Regions from separate parts of the Sus scrofa genome. Here region 2 is linked to region 1. Evidence: chromatin contacts called from public promoter capture Hi-C data. All regions are on one chromosome and are shown on one strand. Each heading gives the region's core, a stretch centred on a gene start, on an enhancer-like site or on the middle of the called end of the contact. The rest is flanking DNA. Distances are from core to core; before and after follow the strand shown.

Region 1 (6,931 bases), core at 1,152-3,651:
GCAGGGCCCTGCTCCTTCTGAACGCCCCTTGTGAGAACTCTTCCAGTTTCTGGGGGCTCCAAGCATTCCTTGGCTTGTGGCTGCATAACTTCAATGTCTGCTTCCAACTTCTCTTGTCTCTGTGTTGCTCTACTAGATGTCTCTTATAGGAACACTTATCATTGGATTTAGGGCCCGCCACAATAATCCAGGGTGATTTTAAGATTCATAATTTAACTACATCTACAAAGACCTTTTTCCAAATAAGGCCACATTCACAGGTTCTAGAGGTTAGAACATGGACCAATCTTTAGGGGAGTCACCATTCAGCCTACCATACTATCAGCCGTTTTGGAACTGAAGTGCATGCACAGGATGAGACATAATGAGCTTGTGTTAGAGCCCCTCATGCCTTCTGCCCACATCCCTCTTTTTTTTGTTGTTTGCAGCACCAGTGGCAATGCTGGATCCTTAACCCACTGAGCAAGGCCAGGGATCCAACCTGCATCCTCATGGATACTAGTCAGGTTCATAACTTGCTGAGCCACAACAGGAACTCCACAAACATCTCAAATTTAACAGGCCTCAAGCCAAATTCATCTGTCCCCAAAACCTCTTCTACCCACCCTCCAACCAGTGGCCTAAGCCAGAAATCGGTGCCATCTTTTCTTTCATCTTTTCCTTCACCTCGACATTTAGTCATTAAGCCCTATAGCCCTGTGGATTCTACCTTCTAAGCTTTTCATACACATTTTTCAGCCTAGCTCACACTTCCATGACCTCTTATCTGGACTACGCCCGCCCGTTAGGGGCTCATGGTGCTATCAGCCATCATGGGATTATCTGTCCTCTTCCACCCTTGAGCTCTTAGTGTGGTCTGTCCCACATTCACCTGAGACAGTGTAACCAGTCCTTCACCTACATGGTATCACCAGCTTCCTTCTGACCCATCCAAGGTACAGTCTGACCCCCCCAACTCTCTTTTTCCTCCATCAAGCCCTTCAAATTGTTTTTCCCTAATCGAAGTCCAGCATTTCTCCTTCCTCAGAATTCTGAGAATGTCAGTGAACTAGAAGGGACCTCAGAACCATGATAATACCCTGGTTCTTGGCTTGGGGCCCAGATTCATAGGCGTCTACAGTGGTAGGAATGGGGTCGAAAGTTTCTATCTAATATTTTGGGTTTAATAGCAGTTTTTTTCTGATTACAAAGTAATGCGTGTATGCTCAAGCAGAAAACTAAGGAAAAGCATAAAAGTCTAAGGGAATTTAAAAATCACCCTATTTATCCTATTTACCCCTTTAACCTCAGTGATCTAGTGCCTGGCACAGATTAGGTGCTTGGTAAATATCTGCTGAATGAATTATCTTTGATCCCATCACCCAGAGATAAAAACCACAATTAGTTTTTGATTGTTTATCCTTCCAGTCGTATATTTCTTTTACCTAAATAAGATCATATTGTGCAAACATCTTTGTGGCCTGCTTTTTTTTCTCTAGGTAATATACTACGTTTTCTCCATTTTGATAGCTTTTTTTACATCATCTTTAATACTTTCATATTATTCCTTCAAATGGCTGTACTATAATTTTCCTAGCCAATTCTCTACCAGTGGGCATTAAGGTGATTTCCAGTTTTCTGTTACAAACAACATTTTGCCTCCCATCCTAATATATATGTTTTTGTCCATAGATCTAATTTTTTAGGATGCATTCCTAGAAGTGGAATTTCTGGGTCATGAGAGTAGGCACATTTTAAGATATACATACTGACAAAAATGGCACTGTTCATTTACCTCCAGCACTACTGCCAGTTTTCGAAAAGACCTAAGAAAAATCTGGTACATTTTATCTCTGACTAGGTAACACAGATTAATCAACTCCAAGCTTTTGTCTTTGGCCAGAATTAGAGCAGTTCTCAACCACCAAGTTAGTTATTGACATTTGCCAACTAGAAGCTAAGTGGCTACCAGGTTTTGGATCAGTATGAAAGGAGAAAACATCAGTTCTTCTTCGGGGGCCAAAATATTAAAAACCTGGTGACCCGTGAGGGTTCCTAGTAGTGAAAGCACTGGGGACTGGATCCTAGAGTTTGGCATAGGCCCAGAACAGAACACATAGCCTAACTATCGTCCCCTCCTCAATTCTACGGGTGGAACACTGCGGCCCTGCCAGTGTCTAAACCTCTAAGTCTCCTGACTCAGAGTCCAGGCTATTGCCCCAACTTAGTACCACTCAGAAGACGACCACCCACTTGCTCCAGTCTGCCCTGCCCAGGCGCGCACCTACAGCGCCGCCCTGGTGGTGGGTCAAGCCCTAAGGAAGAGACCTGATGAGGTTCAACGCGCACAGCCTCCAGGCGCCAGGGGGCGCGCTCCCCCCTCCGGCCCCGCCCCCGAAGCCGTTGGGATTCGAATCTCCGGCGGGCTGCGGGAGGAAACGTCGATCCCTCAGTCCGGCATGGAGATCCCGGGTCCCAGCGCACGGTGCCCGGTGCAAGAGCAGCGTGCCCGCTGGGAGCGGAAACGCGCCTGCACTGCCCGGGAACTGCTGGAGACTGAGCGGCGCTACCAGGAACAGCTGGGGCTGGTGGCCACGGTGCGGGCCGGGCACCCTCCCGTAGGGGGCGGGGACCGGAGGGTGTGGCAGGGTCTCTGCGAGGTCGGTGACCAGGGGTATGGTGGGCCCTGGCCCATCCGCCTGCACATAAGGCTCTCGGGCGGACTTGTACACTTCCTAGCGGCACCTCGGCTTTAGCCTCCTCTGCGCACTACATACCGGTATTGTATTCTCTCCTCCCGCAGTACTTTGTGGGGATTCTGAGAGCCAAGGGCACCTTGCGACCACCAGAGCGCCAGGCCCTGTTTGGGCCCTGGGAGCTCATTTACCGCGCCAGCCAGTGAGTAGATGGGGCGTGGGGATAGAGAAGGAGGGGGAACCCTGGCCTCTGGTAGCTGCACGGAATTCAAGAGTCGGAGAAACCCAGGTCCACATTCAACGTCTGCCAGTTTTCTCCCCTGTGGTTTTGGCCCAGTGCCTTAACCTGCCCCAGTTCTCCACCTATAAAACGGGATAATAGCACTACCTCTGGGGCAGGGTTAATGAGGATTAAGAGAGGTGGTGCTTCGGTAGTTCTTGGGCTGCTCTTTCATTGTCCTGACCCACGCAGAGAGCTGCTTCTCCACCTTGAAGGAGGGCGCTGGGGACAGGGGCTGGAGGACTTCTGTCCCCACCTGGAGCTCTACACCCAATTTGCTGCCAACGCTGAGAGGTCCTGGACCACCCTGCAGGTAACCTGAAGATCTCACATCCTTCCCCTCTTCCTCTGTACATTTCCTCTAAATCTGGAGACCCAAACTCCATTCATACTGTTCCTGCATTTATAGAGCCCTGTGGGTGCCCCACCACCCTGTGCTAAGTTCCCTGTAGGGAGACAGGGTTCTCTCTGAAGCACACAGCTTCCTGAGGGCTGGGGATGTGTACATGGAAGAATCCAGTATAAGGAATGGCTTCTCTCCTTGCTGCCAACCCTTTCCCCATCACGCCAGGAGCAACTAAAGAAGAACAGACGTTTCCGGAGGTTTGTGCGACTTCAGGAAGGTCGTCCTGAGTTTGGGGGTCTTCAGCTCCAGGACCTGCTCCCTCTGCCTCTGCAAAGGCTCCAGCAGTGAGTCCACTCAACCTTACTCAACCAACTCCTCTTTTCTGTGTCTGCATGACTGCTGCTCTCAGTTTTGTGGGATTCCATGGGATCATCCCACTGTGTCTCTCCTGGACAAACAGCTCCTAAAAACCTTTTGCAAGAGTAAATGTGAACTCACTGGAGTATCTGGGCTCTGCAGCCTCAGGCCCATAGCTGGGACTGTGGAACTTACATTGAGGTAAAGGCCTTATACTAAGGCTAGCAACAGGGCTTCCGGAGATGAAGGGCTTACCTGGCTTGGAATTTCTGTCCTGAGTACAAGTTAAGAACTTATAGTCAGGTTGTCTGCAGCATCCTCCTTGGGTTGATAAACTTTCACCTTGGGATCTGGCCTCCTGAATTATGATCAACCTGCCCTAGACTCTTCAGTGTGGGAAAAGATGAGGGCCGTGTGGTATAAACCCAAGTTCTGAGTCCCAGACGAGAGGGGGATAAAACAGCCACAAGCAGATCTTTCCTGGCCTTGCAACTGACATATGTGTAGGGCGTGATTTGTGTGTCAGCGCAACTTCCCCTCAGAGACTTCCAACTGTCTAATTCCAGGTATGAGAATCTTGCTGTTGCTTTGGCTGAAAACACAGGCCCCAACAGCCCTGACCAGGAACAGCTGGCAAGTATGTTCTTGGTCCTCTGCAGCGGTCCTTGGGGACTGCTTCTCCTGTACCCCTTTCTGGCTCTGCCCTCCAATGTCTGATATGTCCCTGGCATCCAAAGACATGTTTACCTACCCTTCAAGAAGTCAGACTCTGACCCTGGTCCCCTCTGGAACGGCCTTTCACCATCACTGGTCACCCCAAATCAAAGCTGTGCTGAGAGCTGGGCGTGGGATGTCATTCCAGGGGCAGCCCGGCTGATAAGTGAGACTGCCCAGAGAGTCCACACCATTGGTCAGAAACAGAAGAATGACCAGCACCTCCAGCGTGTCCAGGCTCTGCTTAGTGGACGGCAGGCAAAGGGGCTTACCTCAGGTCATCTGCAGGCTTCCCCCTCACTCCTCCAACTGCCCTTTTCTGATCTCTTTTCGTCTCCACCACCAGCACGTACCCTCTGTCTCCTCAGCCTCCCTTTCCTTCTGTTCTGTGGATCATGGTCCTGGAGCTGTACCAGGATAACAGCTCTCCTGTCCCCTAGGTCGCTGGTTCCTACGCCAGGGCTGGCTGTTGGTGGTGCCTCCCCAGGGGAAGCCTCGGCCCCGAATGTTCTTCCTTTTCTCTGACGCGCTCCTCATGGCCAAACCTCGACCTCCATTGCACCTGCTGCAGAGTGGCACCTTTGCCTGTCGGGCTCTCTACCCCATGGCGGAGTGTCAGCTCCAGAGGGTCTTTGGCCACTCAGGAGGCTCTTGTGGTGGACTGCTCAGCGTAAGTAGTAGGCAAAAGCCCTAGGTAAGGGAGGAGAGGCCTAAAATAATACCTTAAGTGTCTGTGCACCATTCATCTCCTTGGCTTGGAGTCCCCTGAGGAACTGAACCACCTACATTGAGAGGATACTAGGCCTTGGGGTTCTTGGCCTGCTTCTCACTTCAGCCCTGAATTACCTCCATGGAGACAGCAAGGCCTTCAGCTTATGGCTGGAACTTTCTGAGCCATGTGCTAAGAGGTGGTCTCTCCCTAGCTGACCTTTCCCCATGAGAAGCTACTGCTTATGTCCACAGACCAGGAGGAACTGCTGCTCTGGTACCACAGTCTGACTCTGGCCATCTCGTAAGTTACCTTCCCTCAAAAAGAGTGCTGTGGTGAGGCCCACGAACTGGAGTTCTGAGCGTGTCCCACATCTGGGACCCATCCCCACCCCCCTCCAACACCCTGGGTGATTTTGTTGGAATAGAGTGCTCATGCCAGTGCCTGAACTATTTTCTCCACAGGAGCCAGAAGAACTAGAGGAATCTTATGAATTCCAGAGTCCAGGATACCTCAGGGATAGGTCAGAGTTGGGAGTACAAAGCAATCTTCTTTAGTACTAACAAAACACAGACTCTTCATAGTTAGAGCAGAGTCAGTTTGTGTTTGCCTGGGACCCAGACATGCCACGTCATTTGACCAGCTCTTAAGAATGTGGCACAGTGGGATCAGTGGTGTCTTGGGAGCCCTGGAACGTGGGTTTGATCCCTGGCCTGGCACAGTCGGTTAAGGATCTGGTGTTGCCACAGCTGCGAATTAGGTCACAAGTGAGGCTCAGGTCTGATCCCTGGCCTGGGAGCTCCACATGCCACGCAACAGCCGAAAAAGAATCAGGACACCAAGTCTGAACCTACTGAACCTCTGCTGAAACGGCCCCTCCAACACAAAGGAGGGGATTTGGGACTGATAAGCTCTGTGCTCTATCTGGACAGCTACTTACCAAGGTTGCAGCTTTGCAAATGTGTCTACTTTTATGTTGCATGTAGTTTTTATAATTTATTTTCCCACCAGATTTTAGTAAAGTTTTTTTCCTTTTTGGAGAAGGCTTTCTGTCTCAGCTATGTGATATGAGAAAAGGGATTTTTGTGCCCTGATAGCTGGTGTGATGGTGGCCTCAGGAATACAAAAAGGACTGGAGCTCCCTCTATCTTCTGGGCTCCTGCACTGGAAGGCGGCTTCTTTTTGTCCTAATAAGGGAAGCTTTTCAAGAAGGCCCAGCTGCTCTTAGGCACCTAGTATGGATGTGTGTGTTTGTGTGACCAGCTGGAATGGAAAAAGCACACAGGAGCATCCAGTCACAAGAACAGACTCTGTTTTACTAAACCATCAGCTGTTGCCCCTCCCTCCCAGTGGGGGCTGTGACTGGGGCCCTCTGCTGCAGCTTTCCTGCATCTTCTCCTTAGGCCCTGCTCCATTTCCCTGGGAGTAGCTAGGTTCCTTGTCCCTGTGCTCCAGTTGAGGGGCTCGTCCCGGGCCTGACTGTCACCAGCCTCTTCTTCGTCCTCCTCTATACATAACTTCTTAGAAAAGGGTATGTGAGCCTCTGTGATGGGGAAGATCAGGCATGCTCCAGTTTCAGTGGCTTTGCCTCTACCTCCACCAGATCTCACCTCCCCGCCCTGTACCTGGTTCTGGAACCTCCACACCCTTGTTTGGCTTGTTCTCTTGTAGCAGCTGGTGGATGGTCTGTAGCTTCATGTGCAGAAGCTCCTGCTGGGCTCCAGCCAGGGTAGTCACACTGCAGATATGTCTGCTCAGAGGCTGCCCAATCTCTGTCCGCACCTCTCCCACCTACAAGTTCCCCTGGCCACAGGGTCGTTGCTCTCCTTACCGCTCAAAAAGGGGGTCCA
Region 2 (6,931 bases), core at 1,565-4,064, 280 kb before region 1:
CTCCAATCACATTTCCTTTTCCAGAGAGCAGTTGCTGTGTGGGCTGGTTTCCCACTGGGGGGTGCCCTGAAAGAGTTCTCAGATCTAGGAGGGCAGGAGCCCCTGAATCATGCCATAGATCTCAAGGAAAAGAGATACCATGGGGTCAGTGTGCCCATAGAAATAACAACCACAGTAAACTGGAAACCCAGAGGAGAAAGCAGCAAACGCTTCTTGGGCAAAGACACAGCAAGAGGAAGGTGCAGGGTGTTTTCTGGCCCAAAGGACTGAAGTGGTGTGACTAGGACAAAAGGAACAAGGCTGGGGGGCGGGGGGGGGGACTTGAAGGGCCAACCAAGAGGCAGAGACTTTGTCCCAAGGGCAATGAAGAGGCTATGATATAGAGAAGCTTTGCAAAGGGGCAGGGATGGAGGTGGGCAGGCTTGGAGGGGCTGTGGCAGGAATCCAGGCTGGGGATGAGCTAGGGGAGTCATGGGGGAGGGGGGAGGGGAGGTGATGAGGGAGGGGAGGGGATTTAAGGGGGGCGTCCAAGGGCACCGGAGACCCAGAGTCCACTTTCCCAAGCCTGAAATCTAGTCTGGCTCTGTCCGTGTGAGTTTGCCTCCCTCTCCCCCTCCTACCACCCCACCCCGCTCCCTCCCCAGCCCTCACAGAGAATCCACCGGAAAATAGAAAAGAAACAGGACATTCTGTTCCAGTGAGTCACCAGGCCCTGACTTTCTGGCCTGTTCTCCAGCCCCTCCCCACCTCGCCTGGCCCCCAGGCCTCTCCCCCTCCATGTCCCTCCCCAGCACACAGGATTTCCTTCCTCACTGAAGGCCTCAGAATGAGATTTCTGTCCTCCATGTGGAATTCCGCCCGTGTCCCAGGGCGTTTGGGAATGTGCCTCCAGGCTTTGGCAAGGAGTTTCTGTCATCTATCCATCCCGTTTTAGGGAAGAGGAAACTGAGACTCAGGAGCCAAGCACTCTCCCAAAGCCACCCAGCACCACCTGCTCCCTCCTAAACACCTGGCACCAGCCACATGCAGGCACCAGAGGGGCTGGAGACTCAAGGCCTGGATGAGAAACCCTGACCTTCTTACCATGGAAACTTTGTTTCTTTTGTTCATTTTTCATTTGGTGTTTCTTTTTTCTTTTTCTTTTTTTTTTTTTTTTTTTTTTTTTTTTTGTCTTTTTGCCTTTTTCTAGGGCTGCTCTGGCGGCACATGGAGGTTCCCAGGCTAGGGATCTGTAGCTTATGCCAGAGCCACAGCAACATGGGATCTTAGCCACATCTGCGACCTACACCACAGCTCACAGCAATGCCAGATCCTTAACCCACTGAGCGAGGCCAGGGATCGATCCCGAAACCTCACGGTTCCTAGTCGGATTCGTTAACCCCTGTGCCATGACGGGAACTCCTTACCAAGGAAACTTTGAATTCAGCACAGCCCACAGAGCGGGGCTTTCTGCATGTCCAGGGCACATTCTGCCTAGAGATGGGCTGGAAAGAGCCTGGGCAGCCTTGACCCTCCTCTCTCTGAGCCCCTGGACTGTCACACAGAAGCCCAGAGCCCCATGGGTACAGGGAGAGTCCGGTCTGGGCACGGCTGCCTACAAACCCTAACTCCTTTCTTGGAGCTCAGACCCACCTCTCACCTACTGTCCTGGAGCCCTGCAGAGCTGCTCCGTGTCCCCCAGGGCACAGCCGGCGCAGGCACTCACTTCCTGCCAGAGAGGAAGGTCCAGGCCAGAGCAGACACAGGCCTGGCGGCTCCCTCCCACTTGAGTTACAATAATAAAGGGCCTCTTGACAAAAGCTTCTTGGTGCTTTTTATTTTCTTGTATTAAGGCTGCACTGAATTGACCGTGCAGCCTTAGACTGCCTTCTGCAAATGAAAGGGTGGTGCCAGGGCCCCTTCCAGCTATTGCCCTGGACGGAGGCCCGGACATTCAGAGAGAGTAGGGTACACCTTCTGTGCATCTGCACACATAGCAGCTGGCACTCCTGGTGCCAGGTGGGAGTTGCAGTCACGAAGCGGTGTCCATCCTCGGAGACCACCTATCAGCCTATCAGCTCTCTGGCCTATCAGCCTCCGGTGTGAGCAGGGGCACCCCCGGTGGTGGTCCTAGGCTCTCTGCCTCCATCGTTGCCCACTGGGGTGTAGCATGCAAATGACACCCAAGCAGGACCTGGCTTTCACCATGGAGAGGTGCCCTTCTGCGCAGGAAAGCAGGAGTCCACTTGTCCTGGTGACGGTGAGGCAGGTGGCAGCTGCCATTCGCAGGCATCAGCGGCGGCCTCGGTGGGAGTGGGCATGGGCTTGGCGGTGGGCGTGGGAGTGGGCCTGGTGGTGGTGGTGGTGGTGGTGGTGGTGATGGTGGCGGTGGCCCGCCTGGGGCGCCTGGAATGCCCGGCCAGTGTGACGGAAATGATGCAAGCGTCCCAGGTGGCCTCGGCCTGCGGAGATCCAAGACTGGGCCCACCAGACTCGGTTTCTTCTTGCAGCAGGAGGGTTCTTCTCCACGTCACGCTCCTCCTGTCTGCGGTACAAACAGGTGGCCAGCAGCAGCAGCAGCAGCAGCACGGCCACAGCGGCGCCTGCGATCAAGCCCACGAGGGCCGTGCTCCCCAGGAGGCCCAGCATCTGGGAGCTGGCCAGTGGATAGGAGCCTGGTGGCTTCTCGCTGCTTCTTCCCCTTCAGCGGCTTCTGCTCCGTCCTCACAGTCCCTGGACTGTGTTTTCTCAGCTCCTGTGGGCTGGAGAGCAGCCAGGGAATGTGGGCGCAGCCTCTTTGGGCTGGAGCTGCTGGCCAAGGGGAGGCCAGGCAACTGTTAGCTCTGGGGAAGCCTGCAGCAAGGCTAGGTGGGGACAGAGGAGCTGAAAGGAGGGGCCATGGGGGGAGAGCCCTGGGGCTGGAGATAAGAAGTTTAGGGCCCCCAACTGTGCCGCCTGGCCGAGTGACTGGACCAGCCCCATACCCTCCCTGGGCCTCAGTTCCTGCTTCTCTCAGGGACAAAGGTTCCACACAGCAGTTAAGAACATGGGTTCTGGAACCACCTGCTCATTAGCCCTGTGACTGTGCACAGGTTTCCTAAGCTCACTGTGTCTCAGTTTCCTCATCTGTAAAATGGCTCAGAGGGGTATCCCTCCTCATAAGGTTTTCCGAGAATTCAAGGAGTCAAGATGTATAAAGCACTTAAACCAGTTCCTTTCTTTCTTTCTTTCTTTTTTTTTTTTTTTTTTTTTTTTTTGGTCTTATGTCTTTTTAGGGCCACTCTCATGGCATATGGAGATTTCCGGGCTAAGGGTTGAATTGGAGCTGTAGCCACCAGCCTATGCCACAGCCACAGCCACGCAGGATCCCAGCCACATCTGAGACCTACACTACAGCTCACGGCAACACCGTATCCTTAACCCACTGAGCGAGGCCAGGGATTGAACCCACATCCTCATGGATGCTAGTCGGATTCGTTAACAACTGAGCCATGATGCGAACTCCTTTTTCTCTTCTTCTTTTTTTTTTTTTTTTTTGTCTTTCTTAAACCAGTTGCTGACACACGTGTTTGCCACTGATACTATGACAGTGGACTTTAGATGACTTGGAAGACCCTGTCCGGCAGCCCACATAGGCCTCTGGGACAGAGTCTGTGTCAAGCAAACTGTCCCACTCCAGGAGCTCAGGTGGGCCCTGGTGACAGATTCTTATCAGCCAAGGAGGTGAAATAACTCTCTCTGGGTCCTGGGTCCTGCCAGGTCTGGGAGCCAAGAGAGTCTGGGTGTCAGCCCAGGGCTGCAGGAGGCAGCCAGGAGGCCGCTGAAGTCAGAAGGGCCAGGCCCCAGTCTCAGCCTCCAGGCTCACAGTCAACAAGCTAACTGGCCATAAATGGCAGGCTCCTTGCTCCATCCCATCCTCCCTGCCCAGCGGTCATAAGCTGCCCTTCCTGCCTGGGGGAGAATGTACAGAGTGGGCAGGACCTGAGCAGTAGACCTGAATCCTCTGTTCAGCTAGACAAGCTCTTCTGGTCCCACCCACGTGTTCAGGGATGGGCGCTCACTATCGCCCTGGGCAGCCTTTTCTGCTGTGGGCTTGTCGAGCTGTTCTCACGGCTCTTCCGAACATACTGCAGGGCCTCCCGGAGGCCCAGCTCTGCGTCTTGATCCTGGAGACCAGGGGTGCCTGAGGCATCCACGGGGAGCACCCAGCCCAGCCCTTCCTCTCGCTCTTCTCCCTGCTACCCAGAGGGATGTTTGCAGCAGCCTGTCTCTGTGTGACCTTGGACAAGCTCCCCCCCTGCAGCCTGTTCCTCCTCGAGGCAAGTGCCAGGGCAAGAGGGGACCTCTGGGGACCTTCCCTCTCTGACCTCAATCCAAGAAGCGCTCTCTCAGGGAGGCCTCAAACCCTGAGCGCAAACCTCCACTGGATGAAAAGGCCAAACATTCCCTTCAAACAAATTGGGCTCAGGGGGCAGTGAGTCTAATGAGCCCTGGGGCTTTCACCCCGGGGGGCCAGGCGTGGAGGAAGGAAGCCACTTGAACTTTTAATGATGCTCAAGTGAGAACTCCCTCCAGTGGCTTCCGGAGAGCCCCCGGGGAGCCCAACGGCCTCCCCTGAGGGCCTGTTAAGGAAGGAAGGCAAACAGAACTTTCTCCTCCTTCGGAGACCAGCCACGGGAGGGGGCAGGGCCCGGCCAGCTGCCTGCAGACTCCAGGCAACACAAAGGGCTTCTCGGAATCAGCCAGACCCAACCCTCACTGAGAGCTGGAGAAACTGAGTCCAGAGAAGGAAGGGGACTGGCCTAAGGTTCCCGGGCTTTGTGTGTTATCCTGATGGCACGATTCCTGGAGGGAGGGGAACTCCAGAGTGATAGTCTGAGATCAGCAGGGACTGTCCACAGAGATAACAGCAAAAGGATGTGACGATATGGGGGCGACGTGGGGGTGAGGGGGTAGGAGGAGCAAGGGCAGCGATTTGGGAGAACATGTATACACACACGTATTTTCCTAAGTGCACGGTCACTTCTCATCTGAAAAGATACAATCCAGAGGTGGCTGTCTGCTTCCCCTGGGCACTCAGCGGAAGGGGCTGACCACAGCCCTCCAGGACCTCCATTACAAGTGACCATGTCTCTCTAGAGGATGTGCGACTGTTTCCAGGTTCCCTGCCTGGAAAAGCTGTCCTGTGGTGGTGGTGGTGTGCTTCTCCCATAGGGTCGGGGCATCCACACACTCCACAAGCAGCCTTCCTGGCTGAGGGGTCAGCCTTTTAGAGTTCATATCATTTGCTTCACATACATACTTTCCAGGGTGCACAGACCTCTGCATATACTTGCATGCATGTTGATGTGCATTTGTAAACCAACAGGGCCCAGCAAGCAAACTCATGCACCAAGAAGTGTGTGTGTACACACTTCTGCACATATGCGCAAGTACAGAGAAGTTGCCTACAAGCTCACAAACTTGAGTATGTACTAGCTGCAAGTGGCTTTTTGTCCCTTGAAAGCAACCATTGTTTTCACTAATTGGTGGCACCACCTAGTGGTGACACTGTAAATAAATCTGTTTTGACCTGTCAAAAGTTGAGTTTCCTGACTTTTGCTTATAGACTGTAATTTAATTCATTCACTTAATTCCTCTCTGGTCCAAATTCTAGTCCAGAAACTCTAAAGAATTTCTACAAGATACAGTGCGGATTGAACCAGACCGATGGATTTATCAGCTAAGGAAGAGCATCCCTGGGAAGCAACGAAGGAGGCACTCCTTCAGAGTCATCTGTGATAGACAGCTGGACGAGGCATCAATGTGGGGTGGGCTCAGGCAGGAAAGAAGCTGAGTGACACTGGGAACTGCCAAGTGTCTGCTCACAGGCAGCTGGCCAAGACTCAGCCCATCTTTCTGTTTGCACAGAAAAGCAGGGACATTGGTCAGCAGGTTCCTAACCTGTGGACACATACCAGTTAGAGAGACATTCCTCCAGCTACTCTTGGGCTGCCTCTGTAAATACTGAAAAGAAGTTACCCAGCACAGCTTCAACATGAAGCACAGCATAGAGTCAACCTAGAAAACTAAACCATGAATAATCAGGCTTTTCTCTCTCTCTCTCTCTTTTTTTTTTTTTTTTTTTTTTTTTTTTTTTTTGTCTTTTTGCCATTTCTTGGACCACTCTCACGGCATATGGAGGTTCACAGGCTAGGGGTCTAATTGGAGATGTAGCCACTGGCCTACACCAGAGCCACAGCAACACGGGATCTGAGCCGTGTCTGTGACCTACACCACAGCTCACAGCAACACCGGATCCTTAACCCACTGAGCAAGGCCAGGGATCGAACCCGCAACCTCATGGTTCCTAGTCGGATTTGTTAACCACTGCACTGTGACGGGAACGCCAGGCTTTTTTATTTTCTATTTCATTTTCTCCACTGCCTAAAACCAATATGCTTGAAAACAATCTGCATAATCTTTTCTAGAACCACTTCAAATTCCAATCCCAAACAAACATAGGTCGAGGTAGGTCCCTCTGTAAAGTGAGCAAATAGAGAAAAATTACTAGATACTAGACATAGAAAAAAAAGGTATAAGGTATTGTATCCTTATTATCAGAGTTGTCAGAACCTTAAAAATGGAGACAGAGTAAAATGCCCAAATTTATATTCTAAATAATATTCAAAAGGTCAGTCCGTACATGAATTTGGGGAAACATGCAAAATAGGAAATTTACTTTCAGATTAAAAGCCACATCAAGAAAGACTGCTTTGGAGTTCCCGTCATGGCTCAGTGGTTAATGAACATGACTAGTATCCATGAGGATGTGGGTTTGATCCCTGGCCTCGCTCAGTGGGTTAAGGATCTGGCGTTGGCATGAGCTGTGGTGTAGGTTGCTGGCGTGGCTCAGATCTGGCGTTCCTGTGGCTGTGGTGTACGCCGGCAGCTATAGCTCCAACTCACCTCT

The links. Promoter capture Hi-C pulls out the DNA fragments that hold promoters and counts their contacts.
Region 2: a contact with region 1 is called in a promoter capture Hi-C map of fetal liver, with 2.4 times the contacts expected there. The contact joins the promoter of HRCT1 here to the promoter of ARHGEF39 in region 1. A contact is called at or near these places in 1 of 5 promoter capture datasets (fetal liver) and 1 of 47 Hi-C or Micro-C datasets (embryonic fibroblasts).

The regions. Positions count from the first base shown.
Region 1 is chr1:236,383,112-236,390,042 of Sscrofa11.1, reverse strand. ARHGEF39 (Rho guanine nucleotide exchange factor 39) reads left to right here and starts at 2,401. Exons shown (of 9, transcript NM_001195686.1): 1 at 2,401-2,576; 2 at 2,783-2,877; 3 at 3,148-3,268; 4 at 3,527-3,645; 5 at 4,225-4,295; 6 at 4,521-4,649; 7 at 4,813-5,042; 8 at 5,296-5,384; 9 at 5,546-5,596. The coding sequence starts at 2,439. The coding sequence ends at 5,561. CCDC107 (coiled-coil domain-containing protein 107) reads right to left here. Exons shown (of 6, transcript XM_005660223.3): 4 at 6,913-6,931; 5 at 6,707-6,819; 6 at 6,372-6,624. The coding sequence ends at 6,377.
Region 2 is chr1:236,666,301-236,673,231 of Sscrofa11.1, reverse strand. HRCT1 (histidine-rich carboxyl terminus protein 1) reads right to left here and starts at 2,814. Exons shown (of 1, transcript XM_021065921.1): 1 at 1,797-2,814. The coding sequence starts at 2,628. The coding sequence ends at 2,272.